Regions from separate parts of the Mus musculus genome. Here regions 1 and 2 are each linked to region 3. The links are chromatin contacts, called in public Hi-C and promoter capture Hi-C maps. All regions are on one chromosome and are shown on one strand. The core of a region is the stretch at or near the end of the contact, and the rest is flanking DNA. Distances in the headings are between cores, read along the strand shown.

Region 1 (4,232 bases), core at 528-3,027, 2.2 Mb after region 3:
ATCGCCAGTCCAGCGTGTGTCTTAACAAATGAATGCCTGTATCCAGATGACTGCGTGGCTCAGCCTCCAAACATATACTGCCTGCTTCTGTCAGCTCCTCACTAGGAAGGGAAGGTCTGTGTATCTCTTCCTAAGGACCCACCTTTGAGATCCAGGCTTCCCAGACGGGGGTGAAAGATGCCTTCAGTGTCTATGATCTGGTTGTAGGAAAAGCTGGCGATCTGCAGGTAGGGAAGTTCATTCATCCTAGCACTCCGAAGCTGATTGCCATCGGCCTTGAGCCATAGGAGGTGAGTGAGACTGTTGAGCGGCGATATGTCTGTAATATGGTTCTCAGAAATATCCACATAGCGAAGATGGATATAGGAGCGCAGTAAGGAGATGTCTGTGAGGTCCCTAGGAGGTGGGAGGGGGGGGGGAGAGATCCACCGGAAAGGATAAGAACCCAGAGAGAAACGGCACAGGTGCTAGGACAGAGAGCAATGCAGAGAAGCCTTGTACTGGGATGACAGAGACGGAGGGGAAGAGGAGGCAAGTGGGGTTTTCTTCTTGTTTTTCAGTGCAGAGATCAAAACTAGTGCCTTGCACATGGCAGACGACCTTTCATACTACTAAGCTACATCTCGGAGCCAAACAGAGACTCCTCCACAGAAGCTTCAGTGTGTTGTTTTTGGTGCTGGGAATGAACCTGGAGCCTTGTGCATACTAGGCAAGTTCTCCACTGCTAAGCTACCCTCCCAGTCACCTAAGAGTCCCGGACGGACGTTCTGAAAAGCGAAGCCCACCATGTCTTCCCATGAGCTCTAGCCCAAACACTCAGGAATGAGAGAGGGAAGGCACGAGATGCTCCCGTCTCGCAGTCCTCACCTGTCCTTAGCCTCCAGCTTAATATAAGCGTGAGCCAGTCCACTGCCAATCTTGCAGAGTAATGAGAGCCCTTCCTTCATCATGGCCTCCGTGATGGGGGTGGGCAGCCACTGTAAGAGGTGGGGAATACAGGCATCCCTCTCCAGCTCCCCTCTAGTCCCGAGCCCCGGGAGCCCTCCTGAAGCAGGCTCTCACTTCCTCAGAGGCTTCTTCTGTCTCTTTCCTGTAGTCTTCCCATTCCTCTATCTCCTTGTCACTTTCCACTTCATCCTGTTCTGCATCAACGTCATCCACATCATCTTCATCCGACATCTTTCTCTGCCCTGCGCTCTGGAGTCAGATGAGACTCAGTCCTGGTCCTGAGAAAGAAGGTCTTAGCTCCCACCCCCCCAACCCTCCAGTCCCTCACCTCCAGCTACAGGTGCCCTATACAGTCTGTCTCCTCTGAACTCCCACTTGTGCATCTTTCCTCATGCTGGAGACCGTCTTTGGACTCCCAGTCTCTGCTCGGAGCCTCCTCCCACTCCACCCCTGCTCCCTTCAGGACACTTTCCCACACTCCCGGACTGTTCCTGCTGTCACTTGCCTCCAACAGTGTCCCAGCAGCCCAGCGTCCTCCTTCCTCAATTCCCTTTGATACAGTTCTACATGTCCTCCTAAAATCTCCCCTACCTACTCCTCCTCCCCTTCTTTACCCACACCTCACCTCCGGGTTGGGTTCCCTTCCACCCCAACCCCTCTTCTAATGCGGCCTCTTTGCTTAACACCACCATTTCCCTGACACGAAGTCTTCAACCCTCCAACCCAGTTCGCCTTCAGAAGTGGGCGCAGACCCTGACTCTGCTCCTCTAGAAGTAGTTAAGGAGAGGATCTTTGTGCTGAGACGCCAAGACTGTTTTTTTGGAAGACGCAACGGGGTAGCCGGAGTTATTTATTGTTGTTATGGCAACAGGGGCGGGACGCTTAGCTTTGCAGCCAGCTTCCGTTGAGAGTTTAGAGTACCTCAACCGCAAAGCAAAAACCCTAACGCCCCTCTTTCCACCCTCAGCGGGTAGCTCAGTAGTTGCCAGGTTACGAGGCCAAATTTCTAATCCCAGGAACCAGGAGAAGGCGAGAAAAGAGTGTCAAGGAGTTAATTGTCGGCGGACATAAAACAATGGTCCAATATTAACAGCAGCACTGAGAAGCGGGAGGGAGGCGGGGCTGGCCATTAAGTCCTTAAAGCAATTAGATGTCCGGATGCAAAGGAATTGGGCTTTAAGACTATACCTAAGAAGCAAAAAGGAGATGGATGAGGGGGGAAAGGCACGAAGAGAAGCAAGAAATACTAAGTTATGGGATTTGTTGCTGGCCGGGTTCCGCTCATTTACTTCGAAGGTGGCCTGGTGGTGCAAACCTTTAAGACCCAGCTTTGCGACCCCTGCGACCCCCTCTGGCAGGAAAGATAACTCAGAGATTAAGGGCCCTGGCTGTTCTTCTAAAAGACCCAGCTCTATTCCCAGCACTCACAAACCATCTGTAACTCCTGCTCTAGCGATCTGATGCCATCTTCTGACCTCTACACATAAAATAATAAAATTAATACATCTAAAAAATAAAAGGTCTGGCTTGGAGTCTTGGTAGATCTGCTGATTACTAGCAGTCCTCTAGAATTCTGTAGAATAAACGTAACGTTAAGAACTGGGAGGAGTCTGCTGAGTTACTCTGTGTCTTCGCTGTTGCTGTTTTCCTCTGAAGCAGCAGACTTTCTATGTAAGCCAGGCTGCCTCGAAGTCACTCCTTTCCCAGCCTCTTAAACACTGGGATTACAGGTGAGCGCAACCATGCCCAACTAACACTATCTTGTGGAGTCTAAGGAAAAGAGAATGCTTGATACAGGAACACATGGGACTAATTGTTACCTGCTTTATATAAAATGCAAATTGGAGGCTAGATGGCTCAGGGGTTGAGAGCACTCGTGCAATTGCAGAGTTTTCAGCACCCACAAAAGGTGGCTCCCAACCATCTAGGACTCCATCTCCAGGGGATCCAATGTCTCTGGCCTTCATGCACATACTCTCCCCACCCACACACACATACACACACAACCATACACTTGGGTAAACTAATCTTTTTAAAGATTGCAAAGTGGTCTGATGGAATATGTGTGGGCTGGAAGTCAGAAAGTGTTCCTTTGGATCAGTCGAGTTTGGGGAACGTAATCGACAAATCTGTTCTCTTGGTGTCAAGGAACGGGAGCTCTAGCAACAGCGGTAGCTTTAAAGCATAAATCCTGGGTTCCAAACAGCTCTGCTACTCAAAGCTGTGTGTTCTTCAGCCTATATCATCTATAAATATATTGCTGAATTATGCATGGTGGCACACGGCTGTGAACAGCAGCTGTCTGTAAGCTGAAGCAGGAGAATGGTCTGGGCTAGGCAGGGCTACTTCAAAATGAAACAGCGTTTATCTCAAAGAATTAGAGAGTTTTCCAAAAAAAACCAATGTAAGTGGTTTTGCACTTGGTTGACCCGGTAGTAAACAGATCCCTGCCCCTCCCCCACCCCTTTCCACCCCGTGTTCTCAGTACTGAGGTTATGGCGAGAAAATAAATTAAAAATGATATTTTGAGTCAAAATGTCACCATGTAGCCCAGGATGGCCTGGAATTCGCTGTGTAGCCCAAGCTGGCCTCAAATTCACAGCAACCTTGCCTCAGCCTTCCAAGTACTGGGATTAAGAGGCAAAAAGAATAAACATTAATGTGCTCTGAAAACTGGAAGTGCTTTGCAAATGGAAGTGTGTTAAGTGATACAGTCTTGTAATCCCAGCACTTTGTTGCTGAGGCAGGAGGATTGTTTTAAGTTCAAAGTCAGCCTTGACTACACAGCAAGTTCAAGCCTTGTCACGAGAACGAGAAAGGAGACACCATGCCTGTAGTCTTGTGGAGTGCCACAAGAGCTGTCAAAGTGGCAAACCCAGCTTTTGTGACCCCAGCCGGTGGTTGTAAATGGCAGCTCCTGTGAAAATAGATAGATAGATAGATAGATAGATAGATAGATAGATAGATAGATAGATAGATAGATAAAAACGGCAACTCCTCCTCAGCCTGCAGCCTCACAGGAGCTGTCCAGAGTGGTGCATCTCCTTTCCCGCCATAGCCTACAACCCTTGTGAAATACCAGTGCAGGAGCTGTCCTGGGTGGGAACCCCTCCTTTCCAGCTTCCCTAAGCAGCTTAGCACCTTATGCAGGAAAGGTGTGTGTGTGTGTGTGTGTGTGTGTGTGTGTGTGTGTGTGTGTGTGTGTGTGTATGTAAAAGCTACCAATTCCTGAGCAAGAAAACCCACCAAGGGGCTGGTGAGATGGCTCAGTGGGTAAGAGCACC
Region 2 (4,455 bases), core at 1,853-4,352, 2.3 Mb after region 3:
CAGCCCCACCCCGGCCTGGCGCTGTCTGAGAGGAGGGAATCTGAGGGAGACCCAGGGGTCAGGCAGGAGAAAGAAGGGCAGGCTGAGAGGCTCGGGGTGTAGAGGGCAAGGAGAGGCTTCGCAGGGACCGGAACATATGGGATGGTGAGGGAAGGCAGGAAAGAAGAACAAGAATGCTAGGGCAAGTGAGGGCTGGCTGGGGAGCTCAGATGAGGCGGGTCAGGAGCTGGACCGGTGGCAGTGAGGGTGAAGGAGCAGTGTCTGGAGAGATGGAAATGAGAGGCTGGGTCAAAGGACAAGGGTCACAGCTCTGGGGCAGGGCCAGAGCAGGGAGCCAGGAGAAAGGGGGCTGGATTTGTGTGTTCCCGCCCCACCTCCAGGACCTGAGGGGCCTCCCATCCCCAAGCCCACGGGCAGGGGTTCATGCCGACGCCCCGTTTTCTGTCTTCTGCCTCTTGGGGTCTGCTTCATCCTGTGGAGAGGATAAGAGTTGAAGTAGCTGTACAAAGGAGACTTCCCCGTTCCTGCTGGCCCTGCTCTGGCCCCTGCCTATCCATGCTACCCACAAGGACCTGGGTCCAAATCCAAAGGCCACCCAGCCCTTGATATATTCCTGACAGCCCCTCAGGCTCCAACCCAGCTCAAACCTCCTCTTCAGCAGTTCTCTTCCGCACGGGGCCTTCATCCTCCTCCTCTTCTTCCTCATCTGAGGAGCCAGAAACAAGTCACTGGGGAAGGTTGGGAGGCTCTGGGCACGCGCGCGCGTACACCCACACCCACCCCTTTCTATCCCAGTGTCCAGTCTTCAACTGCTCCCTGGCTCTGCTCTTTTGTGTCTCAACTTTGCAGCCCAGCCTTCCCTACCCATCCCTACCTTCTTCATCCCCTTCATCATCATCCTCTCCATCCTCTGCAGTTTCTTCTTCCTCTTCCTCAGCTCCATTCTCCTCCTCCTATGGGGACCAAGACAAGGGGTGATGGATGTCAAGCCAGCTGTGCTGCCACTCACTGGGTGGTAAAGGGGCCTAGGAGTCTCAGGGTAGGGAAGGAATGAGAAGAGGTCGAGAGAATGGCAGGACCCCAGCACCCCCAGAAGGTAGGGGGGCAGGAAGGATGTTTGGGCAAGCGCAGTCATCTTCCCCCTGCTGCCTTCACACCTCCACTACTTCTTTCTTCCGTTCTTTCCGGCCGGCCTTCTCCTCCACCTTGTCCTTCTTTTCTTTCAGGTCCTGCAAGACAGAAGGTCACCTTTCTCTCAGCAAGGATGACAGACAGCCCTCGAGTGCTTCCAACTCTGCAGCTAGGTCAAAGGTAGTAAGTGAAGGTGGCCATAGTTTGAGACACAACTGGAGTCCTCCGGTCCTTAGATATGGGCCATAATTGGCTGATACTAGAGACTTCTGTCCCCTAGGGCCCCCAGGGATGTGGGCAAGTGATGATAAGTGGCCAGAGTCGCTGAGGCTCCCACCCCATCAAGTTCTTCCGAACCTCCCCTGGCTTAAGAGTTGAGCTCCACAAAGCAAATCCCCCATCTGCTGGCAGCCTGGCTGCCCCACCCCCTCACCCTCTCTGCTTGCCCCCGCTCTGCCTTTTGTCTACCTCAGGGGCCTTTGCCTAAGTACTCTCTCTCCTGGGCATCACTCCCAGCTTCTCCGTCAGCTTCTGGGGTCTTTGTTTCCCTGCTGTGTCTCCCTAATCCTCCTGTTCCTACCTGGCCTAACGGCACAGGGATGTGGCGATCACCCTAACGTGTTCCCACATCGGTTTCTATCCCCAATCTAACCAGTCTCGGCGTTCCCTGCGCGCTCCACCTTCCTGCCGCCAAGGAAGGAGGAAGCACAACAAACAAGTGTGCGCCGGGGCGGGCGGGCAGGTGGGAGTTACCTGCCCAGAGTCCCTCCCACCAGGCTGTCTGCCTTCACTCCAAAAGCCCAGCAGGTCCTATTCTATTCTGACAGTGGGTAAGCCCCTCTGGACACACCAGCCTTCCAACCCCATACAGATCCCATGTCTCCTTGGCAGGGGCCACCTTCTCCTCCGCTCTTATCTAACGTTAGTATGCAACTCTGTGTACACGATCCCAAGTGGGCCGGAGTTCTCCTAAGTAGATCACCCCAGAGGTACGTGTCCTTTCTAGAACAAGACTGAGGTAGAAGAGGTGCCAAAATGACTGGCCTGAGGACACTCCACTCCCTTCTCCCTTCAGGAAGAGCACAAAACACTTGGACCCTCTCACACCAGACATGGTTCCTCATTCTGATTTGTCGTTCCTTCTCTGTCACATGGTGGGTTTGGGCACTTGTATTACCAGGTGGGCTTTCTCATACACTCCCGGGCCAGGCAGGAACTAAGTCAGCTTAGCATGAGCCAGGCCCTGGCCTGAGTTTTCTACTGCGGTTGATGGAGGGGTGAGGGGAAGGGAGAGAGAATACCAGAGACCAAAGTCCACAGGGTTGGCCCCTCTCCTCCTGGGTCCTGTCCTGGTCACTGTCCTTCCATGATCTCTTGTCCAGGAGGGTATGTGACCTGCCCCCAGCTGCTAAGCAGCTCTCTGGCCTCTCCAGGGGCACAGAAGCTCACCCAGGCTAACACCAACTCACACATCTGCAGGGGAGCACCCACTCACTCTGTAGACACATGGCCCAATGTTTGGGCATTCTGGCACAGTCTCACAGGAGCACACTGTAGCCACTCACAAAGCAACAACATGCCTCCAGGACATCTCAGTCAGTCTCCGCATGCACACATGTAACTGACACGGGCGGTCCCACACACTCGCTGGATCTCAGACATACAAAGACGCCTACTCGGTGAAGTCACATGCCACCGCACAACCCACCGGAGGGCCACACAGGCACACCTTATCAGATCTCACATGTCCCCTCTTCCCACTGCCTTTCATCCTATCAGCTCCCTCCTTCCACTTGGACCTCGAGAACTATACTGCGCCCCCCCCCCCAAAAAAAAAAGACTGGGCTCCCAGCCCCCAAGCCTGGCCGCATTAATTTCCCTAAGCGGCACTCCGCAGTTTCCCTGGGGAAATTAGAGGAAGGCTGAAAGAGAGACAAGGGCAAAGGGATGAGGCCGGGAAAGGCAGCTGCTGAGAGCAAAGATAGCTTGACGTATGGTCAGGCGATGCTGAGCTCCAGCTTTTTCGAAGGCTCGTTTCTCCGTCTTTCTGATTTTTAGAAATTCAACATGAGGGGAGGCGATAATGGAAAAAAAATGGAAATCGGTAGTAGAGGAAGAACAAATGAAGATGGGCAAAAAATTTTTTTAAAAATTAAAAAGGGGGGGTGGAGAGGAGCAGCCCTTCAGGGACGAGGACAGACGGTCGGGCGGCAAGGGGAGGAGCCGAGGAGTAGCCTCCCGGGAGAGTCCTGTTTACACTTGAGGATCCCAAACCGCTTAGCAGAGGAAAGGTGAGGTCATAGTGGCAAGAGACCTGGGGGCTCGGCTCGGACATGGGGCCCGGGAAGCTAGAGGCGCCGCTCTCCGACGAGAAGGCGGACCGGGCAGAGGCGGGCGCGGCAGGCAGGGCACGAGAGGGGTGGGGATGGCGGGGCCGGGCGCAGGCCGGGCGGTGAGGCCCGAGCCACGGCGCGCTGGGCCGCTAGAGGGCGCCGGTGGTGCCGAGCGGGATAGGCAGCGCCGGGCTCCGAGCGGGGGGAGGGCGCAGCGGGGTCCGCGGGGACCGGGCGCCAGGGCCGCTCGGGGCCGTCGGGGGCGACCGGGCGCGAAGGACCGCGCCGATCCCGGGGCCGCCCGGGTGCCGCGCCGCCGCCGCCCCTGCCCGTACCTTGGCACTCAGCTCGGCCGCTGCCTCCACGCTCTTCTCCGACATGGTGCCGGGGCCGGGGCTGGCAGGGAGCCGGGGTCCCGGGGCCGAGGCGGAGGAGCCCTGGACGGCGGAGGGTGGCCGCGGCCGGAACTTGGCGCGGTGGCGGCGGCGGCAGCGGCAGCGACGGCCGCTCGGCAAGCTGGCTCGCTGCAAGAGGCGGCAGAGGCGCGCGGGGTGGGGCGGGGGTGGGTCCCGAGCAGAGACCCGCAGGGCTGCGGCCGTCCGGAGGGCGGGCGGGCGGGCAGGCGGGAGGACGATGCGGGCGGTGGCCGGCGCGCTCCGGTCGCGGTCGCTCGGTCTTGCTCGCCGCCCCCGCACCAGCAGAGCTGCCGCCGACCAGCCGCTGCCGCCCCCGGGAAGGGAACCCGCTTTTAAGGCGGCGCTGCCCGACGGGAGGGGCTTCCCAGGGGTGGGGCAGGCGAGAGCGGGGAGGAGAGGAGAGGGGAGGGGGATGAAAGAGGAGGTTGGAGAGGTGGGGATAGGAGGATGAAAGCGAAGGGCGGGAGAGCGAGCGGGACAGGAGGAAGGACGAGACCGGGCGGGGGAATGGAGAGACTGACGGTTCGGGAGCGAGCGGAGTGGGGCGAGGAGGTGGGAAGGGGTGGGGTTCCTGC
Region 3 (4,402 bases), core at 1,133-3,632:
CTCATGATGTCCTCAGAGCTAATATGAAGAATCCAGGAGCAGAACAAATCAACCACGGGCAGTCCTGAGAAGAGGAAAGAACCATTGTCAAGGTCCAAAAATCTAAAAGCAACCCAAGCAGGAACAAGAGTCCACACAAAGCAAGATCTTTATATGAATTAGGCAGTAAAAACTGACCAATCAGGTACAACAGCAGAGACTCAGGGGATGACTGAATCTGCATTTTAATAAGTATTTAAGCAGATGGCAAGACTGTATTGTATGCAGACCACTACTGGTCGATCAGGGCCCCAGAACAAACTCCGCCAGAGCTGAACTGCAACCCTGAGCCAGAATGTTGCAGGTTTTAAGTCTCTGCCAAGTCATCCCACCAATCAGGATTTAGGGATAGAGGACTTCTCCCTATTCCACCAGTCGGATTTAGGGAAAGAGAATATGTCTTTGTGGCACACTTATCCGATTCTCATTAGTTGGCTATTCAAGTAGATAGGGAGACTTGCCCGAATTCATGTCTCAACTAGCCAACCAGGATGCCAGCCACCCACATACATCTCTCTTTCTGCCAACCAGGATGCCAGTCTCCGAGGGAAGTCTTGGGAGCTTAAACTTTACTTGACCCCTATTCAAAATGGAAGTTTTACTCAAAATGGCTTCAGGTTGGCTCCTTCTTATATTCCTTCTCCTAGTGTTTGTATATCACTCAAGTCCTTGATTATCTGTTTCAGGGTGTAAAGGATTGTATTGGGTTCTTAGGACCACGAGCTTAACTGAGTTGGGAATCAAGGCCCGATGAGGAGCAGGTAGTAAATATGGCAGTCAGCAAAGGGGCCCAATCAAAGAGGTTCTGGATCCAGTTTCCAGCCTGTCTCCCTTGCCCCTCCCTGTCCAATAGGCTTCCACTTCTGGACCACAGTCCAGGGGGAGTCCTTTGTTCCTATGTCCATTGTCTTGAGACCCCGGGGGTCATTACTAGTATCTGAGAGTCTCTGTCATAGTAAGTTTAAATACCTTAAATGCCATATTCAGCAGCTCTCTGATAGTATCTCTCAAGTGTATCTGAGTTAAATATCTATTTTTAGTTATTTGCTTTAAGTTGTTTCTTTTTTTTTTTAAAGATTCATTTATATGAGTACACTGTCGCTGTCTTCGGACACACCAGAAGAGGACATCAGATCCCATTACAGATGGTTGTGAGCCACCACCATGTGGTTGCTGGGAACTGAACTCAGGACCTCTGGAAGAGCAGTCAGTGATCTTAACCGATGAGCCATCTCTCCAGCCCTATTTGTTTTAAGTTATATCTTGAAACATAATTTTAAGCCAGTGATTCTCAATTTTTTTTTAATGCTATAATACTTTAGTATCCGAGTTCTTCACCAGACTGACTATGGTCATTGTTTTATTGCCTCATAAGACAGGAATTTTTCAGTCTCTGGTGTTAAGCTGTGACCCTAATTTTTAGTCTTTTATTTATGCATTAATAAAGATAACATACTAATAAAGACATTACAATAAAATATCTGATAAAATTTAAAATGTTTCATAGATTTATAAATGAAAACATTTTTTAAAAGCTGTTTTTAAAATGTCCAGTTTTGATTTTTTGTAAAATTCCAAAATTTTCGTTAAAGTAGTTTAAAATCTCTCAATTGTGTGTTTTTTGAAAAACAAAGTACCTTTTTAAAGAATGAAGACATGGAGCACAAACCGTAATTCTTAGAAGACAAAACCAAATTTTAACAGTATAAGCAACTTAGTGTTTTATTATAAAGGGGTTAGTTATTATAAGTTATTATAAGTGGGTTATTTTTATGTTACAAAGTTTAGTTGACAGCAAGAAAAGTTCTTGTATAAGAACGCATGGAGATACAGCTTAAATACCTCCTAGTTTTTTCTATAAACTTGGTTTTTAAGACAGATCAGAAATTATATAAAAATCTTATTCCAATTTAAAAGTATCTTTGGAGACCCGTTTCCTTGGCTGGTCCATCCCATGTGTTGGACAATGGCTCCAACCCTGAGTTACTGGTTTTAAGTTAACTTTTTGGTACAGATACTAAAAATTTTTAACCATATCCAACGACTTATGAGCCAATGATCTATAACCAATACATACAGAACACAGAACAGTCAGAAGCAAACACGCACTGGCCACATACATTTATACATTCAAAAACAGACAAAACTTCCCTTACTTCTTCCTGATCTGATTTCAAGGGAGGAGCGCCTTGCTGTTGCTGCCTGCAGAATCCAACGCTCATGGGCACCGTGGTTCTGTAGCGGGAGTAGGCACCGGCTTCCTGACCACAGAAAGCTTAAGAGCTGCTGGTTTCGCTTTTAGAGAAACTCGAACAGCTAGATCAGGCGGCAGGGGTTTGCATCAGGCGAGCAGGAGGCGGGGCTTTACCAGCAGTGCAGGACTCTCAGCTGCAGGCACAGTGCCAGTTTATCAGTTTTTGTTGTTATTATTATTGTTGTTGTTGTCCCGATTCGGCCGCTTCCCCCCACACCCCCCCCCGAAAATCCTTGAGATGGGTAAATACTAAGAGGTGAACAACCAGCAGATGAACTTTGGCCCGTTTTTCCAGATATAAAACACAGAGCAACATTCAAACTAAATGAAACCACAGACACAGACTGACAGACATGGGCAATCCAGCATGCCCAGAACCAGAAGCAAATGTTCCCTCAGTGGAAACCAGTGAAAAGCGGGCCGTCTCCTGTCCTCCTCTGACCCTCGGAGCAGTGCTGCGTCCACTTTCTCCTTTCTTGGGTCCTAGAGAGGCTCCACCAGAAAGCAGAATACAGGCTCACCTCCGGGAGTCCAGATGACTGAAAAACAGTCCGAGGTGCTGCTAATTCAGCTTAAGGGCTCAAGTAGGTTAGCGTTTGGTATCCAAATGTTAGGGTGTAAAAATCTAAAAATAAATAAATAAATAAGTCTGCCAAGTTATCCCACAAATTAGGATCTAGGGATAGAAGTCTTCCCTAGGAACTTGTCTTTGTGGTACATTCATCCTGTTCCTACTGTTTGGTTTATTCGACTGTGGTGGGAGACTTGCCTAGCAATCATGTCTCAACTTGCCAGACAGGATGTCAGTTCAACACTGAGGTCTTGGGAACTTAAACTTATTTGACCTCTGTTCAAAATGAAAGTTTTATTCAAAATGGCTTCAGTCTGGTCCCTTCTCTTTCTTTCTTTCTTTCTTTCTTTCTTTCTTTCTTTCTTTCTTTCTTTCTTTCTTTCTTTCTTTCTTTCTTCCTTCCTTCCTTCCTTCCTTTCTTTTTTTCTTCCTTCCTTCCTTCCTTCCTTTCTTTTTTTCTTTCTTTCTCCCCCCCCACCCCGCCAGACAGGGTTTCTCTGTAGCCCTGGCTGTCCTGGAACTCACTCTATAGACCAGGCTGGCTCAAACTCAGAAATCCACCTGCCTCTGCCTCCTGAGTGCTGGGATTAAAGGTGTGGGCCACCACACCAATATCCTTTCAACAAGGTTTTTACTATTTTTCTCTTCTTTTCTTCTTTTTTTCTCCTACTTTTTGAGACAAGATTTCTTTATGTGGCTCTGGCTGTCTATAACTCTCTATATAGACCACGCTAGCCTCAACTCAGAGTTCCACCTGCCTCTGCCTCCTGAGTGCTGGGATTAAAGGTGTGGGCCACCCCACCAATATCCTTTCAACAAGGTTTTTACTATTTTTCTCTCCTCTTCTTTTCTTTTCTTTTCTTCTTCTTTTCTCCTACTTTTTGAGACAAGATTTCTTTATGTGGCTCTGGCTGTCTATAACTCTCTATATAGACCACGCTAGCCTCAACTCAGAGTTCCACCTACCTCTGTCTCCCAAGTGCTGGGATTACAGATGTATAAAAAGAATGATTTTTGAACTAGGCGATAGTGGTGCACGCCTTTAATCCCAGCACATGGGAGGCAGAAGCAGGCGGATCTCTGAGTTCAAGACCAGCATAGCCTACTGAGAGAATTCCAGGATGGCCAGGACTACACAGAAACCCTGTCTCACATAAACAAAAAGTCCAGATGTGTGTGTGTGTGTGTGTGTGTGTGTGTGTGTGTGTGTGTACAGAAGAGAGTGTAGGACCCCTCAGAACCAAAGTGAGAGGTGTTTGCAGAACACCAGGCTTGTTACATAGTTGCTGGGTTCTGAACTCCAGTGCACAAAATTTAGCCACAGTCACCTCTTACCTGCTGAGCCTTCTCTCCAGCCTCCCTTTTAATAACTTTTATAGAAAGGTCCTGCTTTGCTTTACTATTGCTGTGTCAAACAAACAAACACAGCCTGGAGAAGAAAGGACTTCTTTCATCTTACACCCCAGAGAACAATTCATCACTGAGAGAAGTCAGAGCAGAAACTTAAAAGAGGAACAGGAAGCAGAAACTGAAGGGGA

What was found. Promoter capture Hi-C pulls out the DNA fragments that hold promoters and counts their contacts. A called contact is a pair of places that touch in the nucleus more often than the background predicts.
Region 1: a promoter capture Hi-C map of embryonic stem cells shows a contact between it and region 3, with 5 times the contacts expected there. The contact joins the promoter of Lrrc23 here to the promoter of Apobec1 in region 3. A contact is called at or near these places in 2 of 39 promoter capture datasets (embryonic stem cells and pre-B cells) and 1 of 115 datasets of contacts at active chromatin or transcription factors (embryonic stem cells).
Region 2: a contact with region 3 is called in a Hi-C map of B cells, with 5 read pairs. The contact joins the promoter of A230083G16Rik here to the promoter of Apobec1 in region 3. A contact is called at or near these places in 1 of 39 promoter capture datasets (embryonic stem cells) and 1 of 484 Hi-C or Micro-C datasets (B cells).

Annotation. Positions count from the first base shown.
Region 1 is chr6:124,777,950-124,782,181 of GRCm38.p6, forward strand. It overlaps Lrrc23 (leucine rich repeat containing 23), which reads right to left and starts at 1,778. Exons shown (of 8, transcript NM_001302555.1): 1 at 1,701-1,778; 2 at 1,063-1,197; 3 at 868-977; 4 at 143-396. The coding sequence starts at 1,179.
Region 2 is chr6:124,913,761-124,918,215 of GRCm38.p6, forward strand. A230083G16Rik (RIKEN cDNA A230083G16 gene) reads left to right here and starts at 3,103. Exons shown (of 2, transcript NR_152158.1): 1 at 3,103-3,422. Ptms (parathymosin) reads right to left here and starts at 4,186. Exons shown (of 5, transcript NM_026988.2): 1 at 3,800-4,186; 2 at 1,158-1,229; 3 at 875-953; 4 at 648-706; 5 at 1-472. The coding sequence starts at 3,844. The coding sequence ends at 422.
Region 3 is chr6:122,600,062-122,604,463 of GRCm38.p6, forward strand. Apobec1 (apolipoprotein B mRNA editing enzyme, catalytic polypeptide 1) reads right to left here and starts at 2,383. Exons shown (of 8, transcript NM_001134391.1): 1 at 2,196-2,383; 2 at 1-64.